2 separate regions of the Rattus norvegicus genome follow, and region 1 is linked to region 2. Evidence: chromatin contacts called from public Hi-C data. All regions are on one chromosome and are shown on one strand. The core of a region is the stretch at or near the end of the contact, and the rest is flanking DNA. Distances in the headings are between cores, read along the strand shown. Region 1 has its middle 78 kb from the start of Tnfrsf11a. Region 2 holds the start of Tnfrsf11a (TNF receptor superfamily member 11A).

Evidence for each region. A called contact is a pair of places that touch in the nucleus more often than the background predicts.
Region 1: a contact with region 2 is called in a Hi-C map of liver, with 2.4 times the contacts expected there. The contact joins the enhancer-like site here to the promoter of Tnfrsf11a in region 2. A contact is called at or near these places in 3 of 12 Hi-C or Micro-C datasets (Schwann cells, hepatocytes and liver).

Annotation. Positions count from the first base shown.
Region 1 is chr13:22,518,467-22,522,819 of GRCr8, reverse strand. No RefSeq gene overlaps it. Among named protein-coding and RNA genes, the nearest start is that of Tnfrsf11a, 78 kb to the right of the region's middle. Within about 2 kb of position 2,724, at least 17 of the 93 cell types and tissues checked have an H3K27ac peak or open chromatin away from gene starts, as enhancers often do. A contact at or near this core is called in hepatocytes and liver, where this site is marked.
Region 2 is chr13:22,440,088-22,444,263 of GRCr8, reverse strand. Tnfrsf11a (TNF receptor superfamily member 11A) reads right to left here and starts at 1,293. Exons shown (of 10, transcript NM_001271235.1): 1 at 1,198-1,293. The coding sequence starts at 1,275.

The DNA.
Region 1 (4,353 bases), core at 1,475-3,974, 77 kb before region 2:
AGGTGTCTTGGAGCTAGGATGTAAGACATCTTTGGCAGTTTTGCCTGCTGTGGTAGGATAGCGTAATGGTTCCTTGTGTCCACAGTTGTGCTAGCATCTGTGTTACCCAAGTACTTGCCATGATACCTTTTGTGACCAAAGGGTTATCTTGCAGACATAGCTTTGGAGCCTCCATCCTTCAATCTGGTTCATCCGTTGTTCAGGCTTCTACTATTGTTCAAGTGAGTCAAATGGCAAGAACAGGGGACACAGGATGGAGGATACAGGAGGACTGCTGACCTCATGACCAGAAACCAAAATAAAGAGGGAAGAGTTGGGGTCCCAGAGTATCCTTTAAGAGGAAGTCCCCAATGTCCCAAAGACATCCCAGTAGAACCTACCTCTAAAGGGAGTCTGCTCCCTCCCAGTGATGCCACCCTGGCCAACGAAGTTTTTTTTCTTCTTTCAAGTTTTGTTCTTCTATTTATTTTGCATGTGTGCATGCATGCATGCATTCCACAGTACATAGGAGGTGGGAGTCAGGTGTCTGCTGCTGCCATATGGGTCTCCAGGAGTGAACTCAAGTCATCCACCTTGGTGGCAAGTGCTCTTACCCATTAAGCCTCTCATTGGCCTGGAATAATTTTATGCCCCTAAGATACATGGGTCTTGCAGGATGGTCACTATTTCCTAGAGCCTGTTAAAATACTCCCTCACCCAGTGAAAGGGATTCTAAAGAGAAGATTACACTAAGGCTCTTGGGGTGGTCAGGTGGTCCTGACTTAACTGGATAGATAGCCCCTGTGTAACTGCAAAAGACCCTTTGAAGTGGGAAATGGGAGGGCTAGAGAAGACAGCAGAAGCAGAGGTCCAGGTGCATAGGTTAGCCGAAGATGGGCCGAAGGACATGGGCCACCTCTAGAAGCTCAAAAAGGCTTGCAGAAGCAGCATGGCCCTGCTGGGTCTTCAGGATGGCAGAGTAACCGCTTCATGATTTCAGCCTAGAGAGATGCATTTTAGATTTCTAGAACTAGAAAATAGTATGTCTGTGTTGTTTTAAGCCACTAAGTCTGGTCTTTTGTTACAGAAGCAAAGGAAAGGAACGGTCTGGCTATTAGCCAGATGAGACTGTGTTCAAGTCCTTGACAAATTCAAAATACTGGCACAGCAAGGAGGGACTTCTTTGGCTTGCCTTCTGCCCTCTCCAGTCAATATGGAAGAACCCAGAAGCCGGAGGAAAGGGGTCTCAAAGTGGTGAAAAACGGAGCCTGCCCAGGCCAGAGAGCGGATACCTCTGCTAGTTTACACGCCAGAGTCAGCGCTGGTGGCAGTTGAGTCCTACTAACTCAACTCCATACTGAGCCCCAGCCGCTACCCGCTGTACACACACACATACACAGACACACACACACATACACACACACACACATACACACACACACACATACACAGACACACACACACATACACACACACACAGACACATACACACACGCACACACACAGACACACACACACATACACACACAGACACACAGACACACAGACACACACACACATACACACACACACACAGACACACACACACAGACACACACACACAGACACACACACACACATACACACACACAGACACACACACACATACACACACAGACACACACACACACGCACACACACATACACACACAGACACACACACATACACACACACACAGACACACACACACACATACACACACAGACACACACAGACACACACACACAGACACACACACATACACACACAGACAGACAGACACACAGACACACACACACACATACACACAGACACACACACACAGACACACACACACACATACACACACACAGACACACACACACAGACACACACACATACACACACAGACACACACACAGGCACACACACACATACACACACACAGACACACACACAGACACACACACACATACACACACACAGACACACACAGACACACACACATACACACACACAGACACACACACACAGACACACACACAGACACACACACACACGCACACACACATACACACACAGACACACACACATACACACACACAGACACACACACACACGCACACACACATACACACACAGACACACACACATACACACACACAGACACACACACACAGACACACACACACACAGATACACACACAGACACACACACAGACACACACACACACACGCACACACACAGACACACACAGACACACACACACAGACACACACACACACACACACACACACACACACACACACACACACACACACACACACAAAAACCAAATATTAAACTGTCTTAAAAGCACTCTCAGGAGGAACCTGGAAATTGGTCCCAAATTTATTGATTCCACAAAACAAGTATTTCATGGGTGGTGACTTTATATGTTTGTATGCTGGCAATTTGTCTCTTTGGGTGTATTCCCTCTTCTCTCTGGTATGTGCATATGTGTGCAAATGAAGACAATCACCACCCACCTTAGTGTTTGAGACAGGATCTCTTCAGTGAACCACACGTTTGCTGTTTTGGCCACAACTGTCTGGGTAAGAACCCTGGGTCTGCTTCTCTCTGCCCCGACAGTGCTGGAATTTAGGTTCCTGCAGCCATGCTTTCATGGGAACAATCAGCATAGCAAGCCCATGACTCACTGAGCAGTCTTCCCAGCTCCCAGGAAAGTTCTGAACTAAATACACACAATGTGTGGAAATGTACCTGGCCGGCCCAATGTTTACAGTTCCACTACAGTTTAGTGACCCTTAAAAAAGGACATGCTTGGTGTTTTCCTGACTGTGCTCAGAGCACTTCCTTCGAATGCTTCCTCATTGCCACACCCAAGAAAATACCACGGCAAGAATGAATTCTTAATGACCACACAAGGAAGAGCAGACTTAGACTATGGAAATTCATCAAAAAGGGCTAGGCTTATCAAATCAAAGTGTGATGGCCAGTTCCAGCTAGATCCTAGATGAATGAGAAGTTGTTTTATTCTGTAATATTTGCAATGCAAAAATACTAAAAATGTAGTGGTTTTTGTATTTGAAAATGTATTGGGCATCTTGAGTTTTCCTGGGAACGCTGGTTAGGGCGTGTTTTTTAGAGGGCACTCTATTTGTTGGGGAGGCAACTGTGGAGGTATGAGAAGGGAATAAATGTTGGAGTTAAGTGGATCTAGAAGGCCTTGGTGTCTGACATCTTGACTGGAACTGTGCTCACTTTGCCTGTCTGGCTTTTGGTTGCCCTGGCTATAAGTAACTGGGAGACAAGACTCCTTAGTAATCCCCTGAGATTACAGTTGAGGAGCCATAGATCAGATTCTACTGTTCAGCTCAGCACACGGTGGTTATTTAGGGTAATGTCAGCTCCATCCCATCTGTCGTTCTGGTATTCCTCTTTGTAAAATATTTATTGTGTGTGTGCATACGTGTGTGTGTTCGTGTCAGGGAGCATGCATGATGCACACATGTGTGGAGGTCAGAGAACGCTCTCAAGTGTTGTCCTTCGACCTGGTTTCTGAAGATGTGTACTCCCGGCTGCTTGGCCCTTGAACCTCTGGGCGATTCTCCTGTGTCTCTATCCCATCCCACAGGGGTGCTGGGATCGCAGGCGTGTGCGGCTGCATCGGGCCAGCTCTTGCATAGGTTTTGGGGACATGGACTCAGGTTGTCAGGCTTGCAAGATAGGTGCTTTGTCTGTTGATCATCCCCCAGCCCCTGGTGGTTTTTTTTTTTTGGAGTCAGCCACTGAGGAAATGGGTTATTCTGTTGGAATCTCATGGCTGTAGTGAGTAGGTTAGCCTTCTATACAGCTTTCCTCTTCTGCCTTAAACTTGTAGGGATCAGCAGCAGCTCCTGAGTTGACAGATGGACTGTCCTTACTTCCTGCATAGCCCTTCAGCCCCTGAATGTATCAAGAGACATATCTAGAAGACATGCTGGGGAGACGAAGCCCAAAGACCTTGCTTGACCCAGCAATCCACACATTCCACAGTTCTGCTGCAGATAGTTTGCTGAGACCCTCACAGAAAGCCCTTGGCTTCATTTGTAAAGTGTTGGTTCTACAGCATTTAGCCTATGCACCACTGCTGGGCAGCAGGTCAGGGAGGGTGGACAAGCCCTGCCCAGGACAGCTGGCTTCCTCTGAATCGATCATTGTCACACTGCTGCTGAATATGTTTTTGTTTTCTTTTCAATGTCCCAGGCTAATGAATAAGAACTGTGGAATGATGCTCCAAAAGGGCCAGGCTTCTCAGTCTTCAGATTGGTTTATAGAATTAGTTTTGTTACCGAGATAATTTTCTAATTATGGTACCTTTGGGCCAAGGCTA
Region 2 (4,176 bases), core at 44-2,543:
ACAGTGACATTCACGGAAGCCTAAGACTGTTTTAACAGAAGAAGGGGGATCTAAAACTGCTGAGCCAAGAAACCTCACTGACATTTTCCCTTCCCTCAGAGAAACCCCGCAAGCGCACATGATGTTTAGCGGGCTTCTGAACAGCTCAGTCCAGCCAGGCAGAAGTGAACGTTTGGCTTCGTGCTTGGGATGGCCACATTGAATAACGGTGGTAAAGAAATCACTCCTGGGAGCCCCGGTGAGACCCCTTACTGGCCCAAGCTCTTTATAAAGCCAAGCAGTAGCAGCTCCTGGTAAGAGTAGAGGACGGACCCTGCTCGGGGTTCAAGGATCTGGGACATGGACATTTAGTTACAGGAAGGGGATTCTCCACACTGACTTTTCCCTCCTCCTCTAGGCTGCTGATGGTGCCTCAAGAGCAGCCAGAAAGGCCCTGGTCTCTAAGCACTGTGCATCCCAGTTACACCTTAACGTCCATCAGCGCTGGGCCCAGGCTCATCCCAGGTGGAAGCAAGGACTACAAGGCTTGTTCTTGGCATCAATAATAGCTCGAGGCGCATCACTACCCTAGTTTCTTCCATGGCAAAGACATATTTCATCCTAACATGGTCAAAGGTTTCTAAGCACAAGCAATTCCTGCCGGTCCACGAGCTATTTGTGGGGAGGAGGGAGGAAAAAGGAACACGCAAAAAGGAGAGCTTGTCAGCCTGGCCGAAGAAACTTCCAAATACTACCTCTCTACACATCCACTACACCCCCCCTACACTTCTCCACCTTCGCGGTGGGGGAGATGGAGAGAAAACTAAGCTAGGGGACGGCCTGAAAACCAAGTCAGGGACCCTGAGCTCCCAGGGATCTGCGTGGATTGAAAGCACACCCCTAGGTTTTAGGAAGGGATCACTAACATGGTCTGTGCATACAATCTCGCTGAGTGTCGCCGACCTTTGGAAGAGCCTACTAGGTGTACCTGGAGAACCAAGGTAGCACCCGAACTCCGTGCTCTGCAGATCCCGTGTCCCGGGGTCGGGGTTCAGCCTTCCAAGCCCCAGCACCCTCCCAGTTGCCAACCCTTGGCTCCACGCACCAGCTGGGGTCTCCATCCCCTGATCCCCGAGTCCCAGCTGGTGTCTGCGACGCAGCGGCGCCAGGGGTCCTCGATCCAAGGGGACGGCGGGCGACAGCGGTGCGGGTCCTTACCTGCAATGGGAGGAGCAGCACGCAGAGCGCCAGCAGAGGCGCGGGAAACTGGCGGCGCCGCCGGGCGCGCGGGGCCATGGCGCGGTGCGGGCGGGCTGGGCGCACGGCCTCTCTGGACCCGCGGTCGCCGCCGCCCTCCGCCCGCCTCGTCCCGCCCCGTGCGCCCGGCTCCGCCCGGCACCTGCCCCCGCGCCGCCGCCGGGCTCCGCCAGGGGGTGCCCAAGCGTGGGCTGCGGTGGCACCCGGTGGAGATGGCTTCGGCATTCCACGAGTGCTTCAGACCCGCGCGGGATCCCGGCCGGGTGTCCCCAGGCTCTGAGCTCTCGGGTGCAGCACCTGCGGGCAGGCGCTGGACAGCCCTGCCAAGGTTGCCCTTCGCCTTTAGTGGACCCTGCCTTGTCGCCCCTGCCGGACCCTGCCTGCAGAAGGTGTACCGCTGTTGGGGTTTGCTTGACTATAACTAAAGAATCTACACCATATAGTGTCCACAGCTCCCCCAAACCTCCTTTACACAGCCCTATACTTTCCCTCATTCGGGCTGCCTCCAGCGACCGCTTCCTCTTGGCTCTTCTCACCGCACCTGTCTCTGCCCTTCACCCCCTCTGTCACACTCATAGCAAGCTTTCCAGGTAGACACTTACCACCCTGCTTGATGAACCCCTTCACCTGAACCGCTAGGTCACCTCTTCTAATATAGAACTAGTTTAAAGTCAGGAATGAGCGATCCTGTCGTTTTCGTGACTTCTTGTTACTGGCTTCTGGGTTTGTCTTTTTCCAAATTTCAGGTCAATGTTGGTTACACAATGGTACAGCCTTGCCTCTGTGTAGTAACAGTGAGAGGAAGAGCCTTGTCTCAGAAACAGTGTTTTTCAATTCCTTGAGTGCCAGAACAGTCTCTGCCAGCTTTCTGCCCGCCATCTTAATGATTTTCCGTCCGAAACTGTGGACTTTTCTAACAAGGAAGACTGGATTTGTCTATTACTCCTTTCAATTCTGTCAGTTTTTCACATCCTCGAAACTCCCTAGAGACATAGCGATTTAGAATTGTGTCTTCTTGGTAAATTGACCTTTTATCATTATGACATTCCCTTCTTGATCCAAGATAAAATTTCACATTCTGGTCTACTTTACATTTGTGTGTAGTCATGTCACCTTTCTTATGAATGCTATTTGAGTAGTATATCTGATTCTTTCACATGTAAGCCTGTTTCAGTGACAGCATACAATTTGGACTGTTTCTGCCTTCCTGGTGGAGCATGCACACTTAGTCATCATATACTGTGAATTGATCTACTACCTTTCTGAGTTTTTCTACTCGTTCATCTCTATTCCATTTTTATTCTTGACTTCCTTTGTGTTGCTTTAAAACAATTTTAAAAACAGTACTTTATTTTATGCATAGCAATACAATTTTTGTGTTAAATAATACTACGGTAGAATTATTTGACTTAAAATGGTATCATTTTTAAAAACAAGAAAAAATGGGGAAAATTTTCAGGTTAGAAAACCCTTTCCTGGGGGTTGGGGATTTAGCTCAGTGGTAGAGCGCTTGCCTAGGAAGTGCAAGGCCCTGGGTTCGGTCCCCAGCTCCAAAAAAAAGAACCAAAAAAAAAAAAAAAAAAAAAAAAAAAAAAAGAAAACCCTTCCCTGGAAAACAATCCTTTGGATTACCTTTAAAGATTCCATTTTGTCCACTCTCATGGCCTATTTCATATATAGCCATGTGTGTGTGTGTGTGTGTGTGTGTGTGTGTGTGTCTAAAGGCATTGGATGTGCATGTTGTGTTTATGTGCATGTTGGAGGCCCGAGGTCAAAGTTGAGTGTCTTCCTTAATTACTTCTCCATCTTCATAGAGGATCTTTCGCCAAACCTAGACCTCGCCAATTCTGCTAGACTGGCTGGCTGGTCAGAGAACGCCTGGGATCCTTCTGTCTCCTCAAAATTCTTGCTTGTCTTTCAAATTCTCGGCTATACAGCCTGATTGGTTCACTACCCAGTTGTTTTATGTTTTCTGGAACCTAATCTGTGTGTGTTGCCCTAAACATTTTAAAGTCATTTAGAGAAACAAGTCCAAGTCTAAGAATTTAGCATATCGACACATAAAGGGAGTGCACAAAACTGCTTATTATAGCAATCTGATAAAACCACACCGCAAAAAAAAATAATAAAATAAATAAATAAATATATAAATAAAGTGGATTTCGGTAAGGAAAAGTTTGGCAATGCAATGCTCTTTTATGGTTTGTAATATTGAAAAACCTTACATGCTTGTTGAAAAGATGTTCATATAGTAAATAAGAGAAGCAACTTACTACTCAATTATTCAGTCTCACGTCTGCAGACAAGCACACAAACCTCACAGGGTCTTACTTACAGCAGTGAAGAGTGTTTCTAGGAGGGCAGCAGCAGCAAGGGCTGAAGCGCTCCTAGAGAGGAGCTCCACGGCTCACACAGAGACACAGACAAGCTTAGAGCTTACAGTCTCTAGGCAACAAGTGGCAGAACGGCCTCATTAGGAAGGGACATTTAAATATCAACTGAGTTGCACAGTAGGGAAAAAGAGAGAGTTATAACTTTATTTTTGGATGTTTTAAAAGTGCAGATGTGCCTTGACCAGTGACATGGTTACATGAAGATGGACCCACAGGTTGAAATAATCCAGGCTAGATGTCAGAGCACAGTACAGTGCAGATTGCTGACTGTTTCCCGTCTTGCTCCCAGCGGAGTGGGAGCCAGGGTTCAGCTGCTGCCTAGCGCTGTGAGGAGAGTACATTGCATTCTGAGTCAGGCGGAGGATCAATCAATCCAACATTGTCTGAGTGCTTTGGATGAATGCCATTACTCTGGAGCCATGGCAAGGCAGGAAGAATGGGGTTTATTCTCCTGCCTATTCCAACTTAGGAACCAGCTGAACTTTCACTGAAGGAAAAGTTCTTTGATAATTTTTTTAAACGATGTTTAATATTATTTATAGGAAAG